3 separate regions of the Mus musculus genome follow, and all the other regions are linked to region 3. Evidence: chromatin contacts called from public HiChIP or PLAC-seq data. All regions are on one chromosome and are shown on one strand. Each heading gives the region's core, a stretch centred on a gene start, on an enhancer-like site or on the middle of the called end of the contact. The rest is flanking DNA. Distances are from core to core; before and after follow the strand shown.

What was found. HiChIP or PLAC-seq counts read pairs in DNA pulled down with a chosen protein or histone mark.
Region 1: a contact with region 3 is called in an HNF4G HiChIP or PLAC-seq map of pancreatic cancer cells. The contact joins two enhancer-like sites. A contact is called at or near these places in 1 of 484 Hi-C or Micro-C datasets (granulocyte-monocyte progenitors) and 2 of 115 datasets of contacts at active chromatin or transcription factors (microglia and pancreatic cancer cells).
Region 2: an HNF4G HiChIP or PLAC-seq map of pancreatic cancer cells shows a contact between it and region 3. The contact joins two enhancer-like sites. A contact is called at or near these places in 1 of 484 Hi-C or Micro-C datasets (the Ba/F3 cell line), 1 of 115 datasets of contacts at active chromatin or transcription factors (pancreatic cancer cells) and 2 of 9 other capture datasets (embryonic stem cells and pancreatic islet).

What each region holds. Positions count from the first base shown.
Region 1 is chr19:46,522,259-46,526,956 of GRCm38.p6, forward strand. No RefSeq gene overlaps it. Among named protein-coding and RNA genes, the nearest start is that of Trim8, 23 kb to the left of the region's middle. Within about 2 kb of position 2,528, at least 254 of the 459 cell types and tissues checked have an H3K27ac peak or open chromatin away from gene starts, as enhancers often do. A contact at or near this core is called in pancreatic cancer cells, where this site is marked.
Region 2 is chr19:46,452,510-46,456,837 of GRCm38.p6, forward strand. Sufu (SUFU negative regulator of hedgehog signaling) reads left to right here. Exons shown (of 12, transcript NM_001025391.2): 7 at 653-806; 8 at 2,226-2,337. Among named protein-coding and RNA genes, the nearest start is that of Trim8, 47 kb to the right of the region's middle. Within about 2 kb of position 2,597, at least 154 of the 459 cell types and tissues checked have an H3K27ac peak or open chromatin away from gene starts, as enhancers often do. A contact at or near this core is called in the Ba/F3 cell line and pancreatic cancer cells, where this site is marked.
Region 3 is chr19:46,860,692-46,865,147 of GRCm38.p6, forward strand. The region is part of intron 4 of Cnnm2 (cyclin M2); the gene reads left to right. Among named protein-coding and RNA genes, the nearest start is that of Nt5c2, 99 kb to the right of the region's middle. Within about 2 kb of position 3,025, at least 93 of the 459 cell types and tissues checked have an H3K27ac peak or open chromatin away from gene starts, as enhancers often do. A contact at or near this core is called in the Ba/F3 cell line and pancreatic cancer cells, where this site is marked.

The sequences.
Region 1 (4,698 bases), core at 1,278-3,777, 340 kb before region 3:
CAGACCTCTGATTTTGAGGCCAGCCTGGTCTACAGAGCAAGTTCTAGGATAGGACAGTCAGGGCTAAGCAGAGAAAACACTGTCAAAAAGAAAGAAAGAGAGAGAGAGAGAGAGAGAGAGAGAGAGAGAGAGAGAGAGAGAGAGAGGAAGAGAGAAAGAAAGAAGGAAGGAAAGAGAAAAAGAATGAAAGGAAGGAAGAAAGAAAACTTCAAGAATGTATGCATGTGAGGGTCAAATCCGGAGCTATTTGAAGCAATAGCAAGCAGGGCGGGCGGGAGAAATGAGCTCGCAGCTTTCCGGCAGAAGTTCATTTCAGGAAGAGTCAGGGGGTGAATGTGGTTGGAAAGAGTGAGGGAGGAACAGGGTAGTGAACGATGAGGTCATCCAGACAGTGAGGGAACTTGAGGCCACTGTAAGAGTTTTGCTTCTGCTCCGGAGATACTTGCTCAATGAATAAGGGCAGGAGAACCAAGTTCCTAACCTAAGCAGTGGTAGCCCTCAGCTTCTACGCAGGCGGCGCTTAATCATGTCCCAAAGGAGAGATAAAACAGAGAGGCACAAAGGAGAGAGACGTTCACTCTTGGAGCAGGTGTGGGAGTTCTAGCGGAGGGCAAGGAGGAGAGCTCATTTAGAATGTAGGGTCCGGGCTGGTGAGATGGCTCAGTGGGTAAGAGCACCCGACTGCTCTTCTGAAGGTCAGGAGTTCAAATCCCAGCAACCACATGGTGGCTCACAACCATCCGTAAGGAGATCTGACTCTTCTGGAGTGTCTGAAGACAGCTACAGTGTAGTTACATATAATAAATAGAATGTAGGGTCCATGTGGTGATCCAGTGGCTATATAGAGACTCTGTTTGAAAAGAGAAGGAGGAAGAGGAAGAGGAAGGGAAAAGGAAGAGGAAGAGAAAAGGAAGAAGGGGGGTGAAGGAAGAGGAGGAGGAGGGGGAGGAGGAGGATTTGTTTTGAGCTTGAGAGCCCTAGAAACCTGGAAAGCAGGTTTCAGGCAGGGGACTGCCTTTTTGCACAATAGCTCTGACCTCCACAGGGAGGAGGGGCCAGAAGCAGGAGAGAATGTGGGGAGAGATAAGGAATACAAGCCACTGTGGATATGGGGGCTTAGAAAGGACCAGGGTCAAGGGTGGGAGCCTAGTTCAGGCTTCTCTTCCTGGTTTGTCAACCCTGTGCCCAGAGTCAGCAGAAAAATCTCAGCTCTAGGGAGGAGGCAGCACAGAACCCCAGGCTGCTGAGGGAGCAGGGCAGGCAGCAAGATGCCATTGTGTGCCTGCAATCAAGAGGCTTCAGAGGAAATCAAAAGCGCCAACTGGATGTGTGCGCACTGTCTTACACTCGCTCTCAAATACACTCACACATTTGAGTGCGTACAAACGCGCGCGCACACACACACACACACACACACACACACGCACTTCTGCCTCTAAATGGGTCAAGTGGAGGCTGTGGTGTGGGTTAGCCAGGGAAGGCTAGGACGTGGGGTGGGGGTGGGAAGAGCAGCCTGGGCCCTGGTACCCGCTCACTCTCCTGGCACAGGAGATGGCGGCAGCTGCAGAGTGGAGTGGGATGTGAGGATAAATATACACCTCCCATGCATATGGATAATGCCCACAGCTGCCCTGCCTGCGCAGTGTTCATTAGGACCAACTGTTTCAGGAGCAGTTCAGGCAGGCGGGAGGGTGCATGCCCATTCACGGGCTCAGGGCAGGGGGGCTGCCTGCAGCTGTGCAGGCCCCGCCTCCTGCCTGGATCAGCATATCCCAGCCGCGGAATGAATCCTGCTCCCTCCCACTCTCTCTCTGCCCAACTCACTGCCCTGCTAGTTCTTGCAGGTCTTAGGGTGGAGAGAGGCCGAGAGCGAGTCAGGATGAAATCTATCTCGGGGGCTCGGTGTATTGAGGGGAAGAGTCGGGCTGGATTAAGTCAGTCTTCTGGCTTCAGGATGGGCTACTGGTGGCAACCAAAGATGATCCCCTCTTTTCCAAAAAGCCATCTGTGGCAGGGAAACTGCTTTAGCTCTGTCATCTGGGAGCTTAAGGGAAGTCCCAGCCCATCGGACTGGAAAGCCCCAGATCAGCCACGTTCTGTGTATGGGGGCTGATGTGGGGACTGTTGTTCTTCCCTGATTCTGACCTTTTGGTGCAAGTAAGACAGGGAGGGAGGCTGGTGGGCTCTGAAGAGTGTACGGAGATGGGATGGGGAAAGCAGGCGGGGAGGAGCTAGTGACACAGATAAGCCATTCCTAAGGATGAATGTGAAGTTTGTGCCCTACACATGGATACCTGACTGAAAGAAAAGGCCAGGATATGCTAGCCAGTGTGTGAAGTCTGTCCAATGTGGGTCCGAAGGAGGAAAATGGAGACAGATGACAGGCCTCTTTGGGCTCTAGTTTTCAAGACTGCTCAGCAGGCAGAAGCTGTGGGTGTGTGGAGGGGGCGTGTCTGTCCTGCAAGCCGCTCTTTTTCCTCCCCTCCCTTCGGGAAGTCAGAGTGGACGGTCAGGACTGCTGCTCCAATGACCTAGATCAAACTTGGCCAATCTCTGGTTCAGACTGGAAGCAACAGACTTAGCCCAGAACCCGCTCCCAGCTGAGCCCAGCTGCTTTCTTTTGTTTTTAAGGGTGGGGCTGGTTCCTGTTTGGCGCCCTGTGCTGGTGGCCTTGGGAGCAGCAGCTAGGGGAAGGTCCAAAGGCCGAGTGAGGTCATCCCTGGCCCACCTTACTGTGCCTTGGAGGCCTGTCCTCCAGGTGCTCCTAGCCACTGATGGTCCTGATGGAGAGCCAGGGCTTCCAAACGAGGAGCCAGCAGGAGCCCAAGCTGCATGCGGGCTCCGGCTCCTGGGTGCTCCACACTCACTCCTTGTTGGGAGCACGTTTCCTGGGTGCTCCACGCTCCTTGTTGGAAGCACGTGGCTGTGGTGACTACTTAGCAGAATCCACTCAGCCAATCACTAGAAGAGGCAACAGTTTGTTTGGTCCCCAGCCCCCCAGCTTCAGGTACCCCAGCCAAGACTTCTGCCCACTCCTGCACCCCATTTGCTCTCTAAAATTCTGTCATTAATATTTAATTTCTTTAGCAAGGGCTTTTTGTCCCTGGAACACCGCACTTCACACTAAGGAAGGAAATTGCTCTGTAGTTCTTTGTGAAGGGGATTCCTGTGTTCTTTCTTTCAAAACAACTTTTTTTATTTTTTAATTTTTTAAAAGATTGCTGTTGTTTTATTTTTCACATATTGGTGTTTTGCCTGTATCTATGTCGGTGCACTGTGTGCACCTGGGTGCTTTGCAAGAACAGCCAGTGCTCTTACACACCAAGCCAGCCCTCCAGCCTTCTTTCTGGGCTTCTAAGATCACAGCTTTGGAAGTCAAAAAGGAACTGGGTTAGTGCCAGCGTAGAGGCAGGAGGATCTCTGTAAGTCTGAGGCCACTCTGGTCTACATAGTGGGTTTGGGCCAGCCAGAATAACATAATGTGAGCCTGTCTTTTATCGATATTACGATGATGATGGTGGTGGTGATATTTTTTGTGTGTGTAGCTGTGTAAGTGTTTCAGAACTCTCTTTGTAGACTAGGCTAGCCTTGAAATTGGAGATCTGCCAGCCTCTCTCTGCCTCTGGAATGCTGGGATTAAAGGTATGCACCACCATGCCCAGTGAGCCGGCCTTGACTCCTCTGTCTCCTTCTTGTGAGATCTTGGACAAGTAACTCAGTATCTCCAGTTAATAGTGTCCTTGCCAAGGTTAAGTAAGATTAATAAATAAGTTGTTTCTGGGGCAAAAGGATACTGACTTAACTGTTTTTTTCTCAGCTGCCCCTGATGTGTGGAGGTCTGGTTGCTGGTTACAGACTGTATTTCCACAGGTCCATGCCTGTGACTGGTTCTCAGAGTGTGCACGCACGCACGCAGGCACGCACACACACACACACACACACACACACACACCTCTATCCACCAAGCGCTGGACCAGCAGATGCTCTGCAGGGAACAGAAGCCCTTTCCCTCCTCCCTGCCCTGCTGGTGGTGGCTGCAGCATCTCTGCATTCTGCAGTGTTGGAAAAAGAAATTACAGAACAGATTGCAATTGGGGGGGGGGTGAGGGGGGCACAGAGGGCCCTAAAAATGCAGCTTGACTGAGCACTAAACTGTGTTTTTGCCTGGAGCCAATCAGGAGTCTCTGATGAGAGCCTGTTCCCACTTACAAATCTAATTGCAGGAGGTGTGGTTGGGGTGGCCCTGGGATCCTCAGAGAGAGAGGGGGGTCTGCCAGCCCCTCCGGGAAGGCTGGCGGCAGGCAGGCAGACTGCTTGTATGTTGCTTTGAGAGTCACAGAGCCACACAGGGTTAGGAATGGAGGTGGAGGCAGACGCCTTGGGAGTCTGGGAAAGTGCCAGATTATTTTTGTTATAGCTGCAGAGATTTCACATACATTACACACCGAGCATAACTACTCTCGAATCCTCCTAGTTCTCTATTTTACACACAAGAGACTGAGGCATGAAGAAGTGTCTACTACTCGCTGAGTTGGTTCTTTCCATCTAACTTTGTGTGGGCTCTGGGGACTGAACTCAGGTTTCCAGGCATGGACTCTGAGCTCCTCTCCCTGTTGTCTACATAACCCAGGCTGCTCCTGAGCCCACCCACAAGAGAGAGATCTTCCTACTTCTGCCTCTCAGATATTGGGATTGAAG
Region 2 (4,328 bases), core at 1,347-3,846, 410 kb before region 3:
GCCAATGTCTACACAAAGGCAAGGCCTCTGGGGAAGTGTGCACCCGTCACTGCCCTTCAGACCCCGATTGCAGCCTAGGAAATGGAAACGAACCCCATCCAGAGCCCTCTGCCAAAGTTAGCTGGCATAGAGGCACAGGGAGCACTTCTGCTCTGGGGCGATGGCCCCCTCTAGCTGTTATAATGAAGAACTGCAGGTATGGGTTCCCAAGTCAGGGCGGGCTTCTACCCTAACTCCTGTAGGGGGTGAGGTGGGGTATGTATGATCATTGTTGGAGGATCAGGAAGAGGGGAAGCCTTCCACCTTTCCTTAGAGAAATAGGTCTTGTCTCCTCCATCAGCTCTGAGGGCCACAGCTGTCGGGGCTGAAAGATGCACAAAGGCCTTTGTGCTGGATGTTGGTGGGAAGGAAGTGTCCAAGGCTCATTCCTGCTGCCTCCCCTAACCCTGTTCCCAGAGGAGTCCAGGGGCTGGCAGGGGCCGTTATGCTTGTAACAGAACAAGGTCAATGAGACCCTGATCTCATAGCAGCTGTCCATGCTCAGCACCTACAAGGGCTAATACTGGAAGTGGAGTGGCTGGGCCAGGGTCAGTAACCTTGGGGCACATGAGTTCACTGAAGGCACTCTGACTCTTTGGTTCTTTTCAAGCAGGAGAGAGTTGACAAAGGCATTGAGACAGACGGTTCTAACCTGAGCGGCGTCAGTGCCAAGTGTGCCTGGGATGACCTCAGCCGGCCTCCGGAGGATGAAGAGGATAGCCGGAGCATCTGCCTCGGCACACAGCCTCGGAGGCTGTCTGGCAAAGGTTGAGACCTTCCCTTGCCTTGCTCCCTTCCTTCCAGGTTCCCCAGGACAAGTCTCTAACTAAATAGCAGCCCACTCTGATTATTTTCTGACAAATGAATTTTTCCAATGTGGGTGAACTATATATGAGCATTATTGGCCTGTTTGTAGCTATTTCCTGTGTGCATTTCAAACACACTAGTATACTCTGTGTGTACACTCTGCCCCTTGGAATCTGACCTCATGTATGTGAGTATGAACCATGGAATAGTTAACAGAAAATGTACACAGTCCACCCAAAGACACTACAGCGTATGTTCACCACCACAGAACTGACACAGACCCCAGCTCTGGCCTGAAGGCCATGCCAAGCCTGAGAACCTCTCTCCTTGAACCTTCCTGGGCTTTTAATGAGAGGGAGCGAGTGTGAAGCCCGACACTGGCCTCCTCTGCAGTCCCAGAGTCTGTGGCAAGTTAGCTCCCTCTGCCTCTGCCTTCTGGGTAAGCTCTCGGAGGAGGAGGAGGATGTGGCGTCCTGTTGGATGCTCCCATGCTGCTCTTGGCTCCAGAAGGACTTGTGGGGTTTTTTTTGTTTTGTTTAGTTTTGTTTTGCTAAGGCTGTCCCTGGCTAATGCCAAAGGAAAAGTGGCCATTTATATACATGTATGTTTAAGGCTTTCTGTCTCCTTCCTTTCTCAGTTCTTCTTTTTCATTTATCAAAGAATAAAATGCCTTTGGCCTTGAATAAAATACCTGACTTGGTTTACTTTGGAGACAGGGTCTCATGTAGCCTAGGCTGACCTCTAACTTTCTGTGAAGCTAAGGATGACCTTGAATTCCTGAGCTGCCTCCTCCTCCTCCTCCGCAACTTCAACTTCTAGTGCAAACATCTGAGCCCTTTTCTTTTCCTGTGTCAGGGGCTCACGTCCAGTTGCTTCTGACAGAGGAATGCCGTAGAGAGGCTGGCAGTCATGTCTATAGCTGCAGTCATCGCTGCTCTTTTACTTCTTGTTTACCTCGCAGACAGGCTCTCTTGCTCTCTGCAGCGTAAGCTGGCTTCTCATTTCCTGCCTCACACGCTCATGTGCTGGGATTACACACATGTACCACCATGCCCAGCATTGTTTGTTTTTTAATTATTGTAAAATGATTCACTGTACAGTACCAAGTCACACCGCAAAGTTGCTGGTCGTGCCTTCTCCACTAGTACTGCCGGCCCATCCATCTCTCCTTTTCTCCTTTCTTCCTTTATTGTGTGTAGCCCACCCAAGCTGATCTCAAGCTTGTTGAACTCGTATTTCAGCCGCCACTGCTGAGTGAGTGCTGGGCCTGCTGACGTGTGACCATGCCCTGCCTCTCACCAGTGCTGCCACCACTGTTCTAGGCTCTCTCAGGCTGGGAGCCCAGAGGGCCTTCCGGCAACTTTGTGATTTCATTGCAGACACAGAGCAGATCCGGGAGACCCTGAGGCGGGGACTGGAGATTAACAGCAAACCTGTCCTTCCACCAATCAATTCTCAGCGACAGAACGGCCTCACCCACGACAGGGCTCCGTAAGTGTCTGTGTTCTGGGGCTAGGACAAAAGGACGGTGTTTTTCTCGAGGGGCCATCCCTGAGGATTGCATGAGGGGAAGAGTGTACATGGTTCTTGTTGAATGGACCCCGAGTCTGTAGGTTTAAAGGCAGCCCTGATCCAGGCAGGGCACACGGATCTGTGGACTGTAGCAAAGGACCTCAAAGGGGACTCTGCAGACCATGAGTACAAACAGCAGTAAATATTTACATGGGCTGTGTGAACAGAAGAGAGTCCAGGTTGGGACAGAAATCTGACTGAGGGCCTGTGAGCCTTGTGGGAGCCCATTGTGCTAAGCCAGTCCCCTCCTTATCTCACTCTGGGTCAGAGTTGCCCTTCCTTCCTTCCTGGAGCCTGGGCTCTGGCTGATAGCTACAACCCCAGGGACCTCCTTGTCTGGCTAGCCCTGAGTTGCATGCCTGCTGCTGAGGCCCTTCTTCCTGCCTGCCTTTCCTGGGGCCCAGAGAGGGGAAGGCAAGTCCTTTGCAGGCCTCTGCTGCCTGTCTAAGGGTCCTGTAGTCCTTAGGAGAAACCAGCCAACCCCGGAGGTCAGACCTGTCCTCCTCCCACCTCCTCCTTTGTTAGAAGGGAAGTGGTGGGCTGGGAACTCCCTTCTTGCACAGTATAATGGCCTAGGGTGCTGGCCACTCAGAGCTGGGACCTCGCCTGCCTGGGTGGAAATTGCTCGGGCTAGGGTGGAAAAGGAGTTGGACTAATCCTACAAGACTAGGGTGATCCACCTACCCTCTACGAAGTCTGTGTGGCAACCTCAAGCCCTGGGGCCATTTGGGATGCACAGGGCCTTCCTTTGGGGGAAACAATAAACCAGTCATGGTATGTGCAATCTGACTGCATATACAGTTTGTTGAAAAATGACCATGGGTTTGGAATCAGGCTGCGGTTGCTGATTCATGATCCTGGAAAGATCAGTGATGCAGCGCACGATGGCAAACACAGTATGTGGAATAGGCAGCATGTGTGGAGAGAGAGGACCCGGACTGTGTGGCGAGGCCTGCAGCTAGCGTGGGAAGCTGCTACAGGGACTTGGGAGCAGAGGCCTGGCTGGTCAGCATTGAGGATGCGCCCTGGGAGCTGCTTAGGGTACCCACAGGGTTACTCTGGGCTTGCTTCCGGCCACTGTTGTTTGCCTGGTGTACCTGCCATCCAGAGGCAGGAAAACCTGAGCTCTCTAACAGCGTGGGGAGGCCTCCAGTGCTACCCAGCGCCTTTAGCTGCAGCCAATGACTTTCTTAAGTTGCTTGGATTTTGCTCTGGCAGTAGCAGATAGCCAAGCTGTGTCATGGGGCATCTGGAAGCTTTCCACCTGCAGCCTGGACCCTGACCCAGAGCTGTGCTCCTCCCTAGGCCCCAAGTATGAATTCTTATACCGACTTCCTTGGCACTGGTGGTAGGCCAGTAATGGGCTTGTAGCCTCCAGTAGTTCTCATGGAATGTGGAGCCAGTCACCTTCCAAATGGCCCTCCCACCTCTCAAAGAAGGCCAGGGCTTCTGACAGAGAGCTTTCGGGGAGCCCCTTGTTGGCCTTCTTTGACCTGAGACATGCCTGATATCTCATTCTCTGTCTTGTTTATGTGTCTGACTATTGTGTCCCTAGACACTGCATGGGGCACAGGCTGGACTCTCAGTTCCTGTAGACACCACAACTGGGCAGTAAGGAAGTGGTGGGCTGGGCACTTGGCAGAAGACTGTCCCCTTTGTCCCCACTCTTTGCTCTGCATTGGCTGGTATAAAGACATGAGTGAGAATAGGTCTGGAGTCATCTGCTCTCCCTGCAGCTCAAGGTCCCCAAGGAGCTGAAATCTGACATCCGGAGGGGTGACAATGTCTCCCTCTGAGGTTCTTGGTCCTGTTTGCCAACTTAACAAGCAGCTGAGCAGTGGTTTCTCCTCCTCACTCCCCGGCTAGGACCACCCCAGCGTGCTCTCAGAGCTCCCAGAGTCTCGCTCTCT
Region 3 (4,456 bases), core at 1,775-4,274:
TCTGAGGCTAGAGTTACAGGTGGTCCACTGCACCCAGCGGGCATTGCTGTGGGCATCTGGGTATCCAAATTCTGTCTTCGTGGTTGAGCATGTGTATGCGCCACACAAGCAGGTTACACGGTGCTGGTGTCAGACCCCGGGTTCTGGGCACACTTGGCAAGCACTCTGCCACCCAAGCTGCCTCTCTGTCCCTCATTAGAAGGTTTCAGTTTAAGTCCTATATCAAATAAAGCTCAGCTTATTCAAAGTAATGATCTGAGTGAGCCTGATTAAAAGACTATTTCATCATTTACATAACAAAATATAAACTAAAATATGAATGAAAATAAATCTTCAGGAGCTGCAGAGATGGCTCAGCGGTTAGGAGCACTGGCTGCTTTGTCAGAGGTCCTGAGTTCAATTCCCAGCAGCCACATGGTGGCTCACAGCCATCTGTAATGGAGTCCAATGCACTCTTCTAAGGGTGTGTCTGAAGATCGCTGTAGTATACTCATATAAATAAAAAATTAATTAATTAAAAAAATAAATCTTCAAGTTTTTTAAAGTAGACTTTTAGAATATGCTAATGTATTTTAATAAATGAGATAATAAAATCCTGATAAATCACAATGAAATCTGTATTGGCTCTATGTGTTTTTGAGAAACCTGTATCTACTCGTAGAGCTACGGCAGGGGAATAGCTGAGTGGTAATGTGCCTGCCTCACCTGCGTTCCTGCCAGAAACTAGGGGACAAGCTGAGCACATGGCAGCCATGTGTAATCCCAGCACTGGGGTGGGCACACAGGTAGGGTCCTGGGCTCCTTGGCCAAAGAACTAAGGCTAATCTGTGAGCCCCAGGCCGGTGAGAGACCTCATCTAGAAATAAGGAGGGACGTAGTTTAGAGAACGCCACCACCTAAGGTTGTCCTCCAGCAAGCCCACAGCTGCATGCACAACTGCACATCCATCTTCATGTGCCATGGTGAGCATGGAGAGGTCAGAGGTCAGCCTTGGGCGTCTGTTCTCTTCTAGCACGTTGGTTCCAGGACCCAACCATAGTCCTCGGGTGTTGTGGCAGGTGCTTCACCTGCTGTGCCCCCACGGCACACAGTGTGATGGGAGTGTTTTTCCACCAGCATACCAGGAACAATTAGATGATAATTTTAAATTACATAACCAGTATGATAAAATGAAGAGTTAGAGATAGTCAAACACAGAATGCTCTTTGGGGAGGGTCAGTTTTGCTTTTCTGAGGCAGGCAGCGTATCTTGTATTGTCAGGCTGACCTCATACTTGGCTATGCAAGTAAGGACAACCTTGTTGAACTCCTGATCCCCCTCCTGCCTTTAGAATATAGACTGGGTGACTTAACTGTGTCCCAGTGCACCGCGTAGTAAATAGAAAAAAAGATAAGTTTCAGAAGCCTACCTAGGTAGATGATAATGAAATCAGGAGTGAAATACGACATGGTGGTAGCTGGGGGCACACCCCATTGGGAGAGTGCTTGCCTTCCTGATTAAAGCCATGGGTTTGATCCTGAGCACGGCTTAAATGAGTATGGGAGGTGTTCACTCATAGTCTGCACCCTGAGGAAATCAAGGTGACGTCAGAAGTTCCAGGTCACCCTCAGCTGCAGATTGAATTCAAGGCCAACCTGAATAGTGTGAGAGCCTGCCTGTTTTTGTTTTTGTTTTTTAATTTGTATTCATTATCCCCCTCCTGGTCTGCCTTCTGACAGTTTCTCGTCCCATTCCTTCTCTCCCACTCTGCACTCCCCATCTCCAAGAGGATGTCCACCCCCAACCCCCCACTCCCTGGGGCTTCCAAGTCTCTCAAGGGTTAGGTGTGTCTTCTCTCACTTATATGCACCGTAACTGTAACTGCTAGACACAGTTTTTCTTACCAAAAGGCAAGCTGGACCAGATCACTGTCATTTCTATAGTGGCTGTGTGTCTGTGTGTGGGGAGGTCTTATCCATCCTCCGGGAAGTAACATATCTAAATATCCAAATAAGCCACTGCTCTCCCCAGCACAGGGCAGACTGTGAGCAGTCTCCAGCACAGTAAACAGAAAGCCTGGGCCCCGCCTCTGCCAGGCGTTTAGTGGACAGGAACTTCCCCTGGCATTACTCTTGCTCTTGTCACATACAGATTAATAAATACCCCTTTCTTCTTCCTCCTCCTCTTCAGCTGTCCCATCATATTTCTCAAAGCTTCTGATACAGATTTAAAAGACATGTTTGCTCTAAAGTGGGTTTCACTCCCTTCTCAGATTAGTGTTTATTTGTAACCTCTCAGGTCTTTGGCTGCGTTTAAACGACTCTCACTGTTCTTTGGGTGCACGCTGCCACTGTTTGACCTGCAGTGGACGTGTCTGAGCTGTCTCTGGGACTGCCATGCGCTCTCTTTTCTGTGCTCTCCTGCTCAGGGTTTCTCCAACCTCGACGTGCACGGGAATTGCCCATGATCTTGTCGAATGCTCCCAGTTGGTGCAGAATCGAGCTTAGCCACTGGGATTTGAGTCTTGCCTCTTAGTACACGAGTATGGTTGTAAACAACCAGATGGATATGTATGAATTAATATTTTTGCCCACCATTTTTTAAAATATCCATTTCTGAGGTGAGCTTGCAGAATCCTAGGCTCCCATGTACAGCCACCAGATACAAAGCCATGACTAGATAGCTTGTAAGTGCCGCAGCCACACGAGGAGCAGACGGGCAGCTCTGAGTGGCATGGGCAGGAGACACCCCACATTGTCCTCTTGGCACCCACTTCCCTGGCTTCTTTCCCATTTTCCCTTTCCTTTCCCTCTTTTCATCTGTCACAAGATCGCAGACAGTCCAGGCTGGCCTTGAGCGTTGCCTCCTATGCACTGGCTTTACAGGCACGCACCTAGCTTTATGCAGACCACGCTTTGTATATGCCGGGCAAGCACCCGACCAATGGAGCCACATCTGCAGCCGGCTCTCTCCTCTCTGAAAGCGAGCCCCAGTGGTGGTTTTGTGACTGCAACGAGCACAGGAAGCACCCAGCCCAAGAGTGGACCGGCCACAGTAACCACAAGGTTATCTACTGCATGGGTTATTGGGCCATACTGACTCAGATAGCGTCATATCTGACTAGGATCCGGAGGAAGCGGAGATTCTGTGACTGACTTCTTACGTAGGAAGCCATCCTTGCTCCAGAATTACATGTCCTTCCAGAGCCTCTTTAAGACTGTTATTAAGAATTATTTTTAGACAGGACCTTGCTATATAGCCTGGCTTTGAACTTGTGATTTTCCTATCTCTGCCTCCTGAGTTGGGATAATAGTGACATGCCAGCATATCCAGATAGGCCTCCTTCTCACCCTATCCATTTACAAATCACCCTAGCTCCTCTGAGAAAGGCTGAAGCCCCTCATGTCCTGTTCTGTTTTTTTTTTTTAATTTATAGAGTAAGCTTATGAATATTTCAAAAGTGAAGTCAGTAACGTAGAGCCTTTCCTATAAGGAAACGCTGTGTGGGGGCAGCCACTTGATTCTAAGCCATTTCCCAGTAGGGATGGCCCTAAGCTCAGCCCGGTGAGGTTATTTGAAACTACTGACACTTATATAAACAGATGTTCCTGTTGTCCCCAGAACCTGCCTGTCAGAAAAGCTTCCCTCTGTGGAGGGGCGGGGCGCAGCAGCTTTAAACTCGAGCAAATGGAGAACTAGCCAGTGCTGGGCCTGGGGGGGGGGGAGGGGCCTTTTTTCATTTTTTAATTTATTTTATTTTTCATTAGATATTTTCTTTATTTACATTTCAAATGTTAGCCCCTTTCCTAGTTTCCCCTCCGAAAATTCTCTCTCCTCTCTCCCTGGGGAGGGTCCTTTAATCTGAGGTTTTAGTACTTTTTTTTTTAGATTTGTCTTTTTATTTTTGTGTATGAGTGTTTTGCCTGCATGTTTTTTTGTGCACTGTGTGTGTGCCTGGTGCCCTTGAAGGCCAGAAGAGGGGCTCAGATACCCTGGGACTGGAGTTATGGATGGTTGTAAGCTGCCTTGTAGGTGCTGGGAACTAAACTTGGGTCCTCTGCAAGATCAACAAGTGCTCCAAACTGGTGAACTGACTGGACTGCCCAGCCCCATGCTGGGATTTTATTTCTCATGTGTTAGCTTCTGTGTGTGTGCTTGTCTGCGGAGGATTTCACTGTGTGTGCTGTTTTAATCATGTTCACTCCCCCTCAGCCTCCTCCAGAGTCCTGCCTCCCTCTTGCTTCCTGCCTTCCTTTTGAATCTGCTCTAACTTTGAAAGTGGCCACTGAGCCTGAGTGCTGCTGTTTCAACTCTGTCAGTGGTGGGAGGGAAGGGAGAGAGGGGTGGAGCTTTCCATGGTCAGTTCCAGGGCATGTTTTGAGACTATTTTTTTCTACATCGGAGGGCCCGTTAAAAATATGTGGTCTTCTCTGCAGTGATGGCAACAGTAGATAATGAAATGAAAACCTGGTGGCTC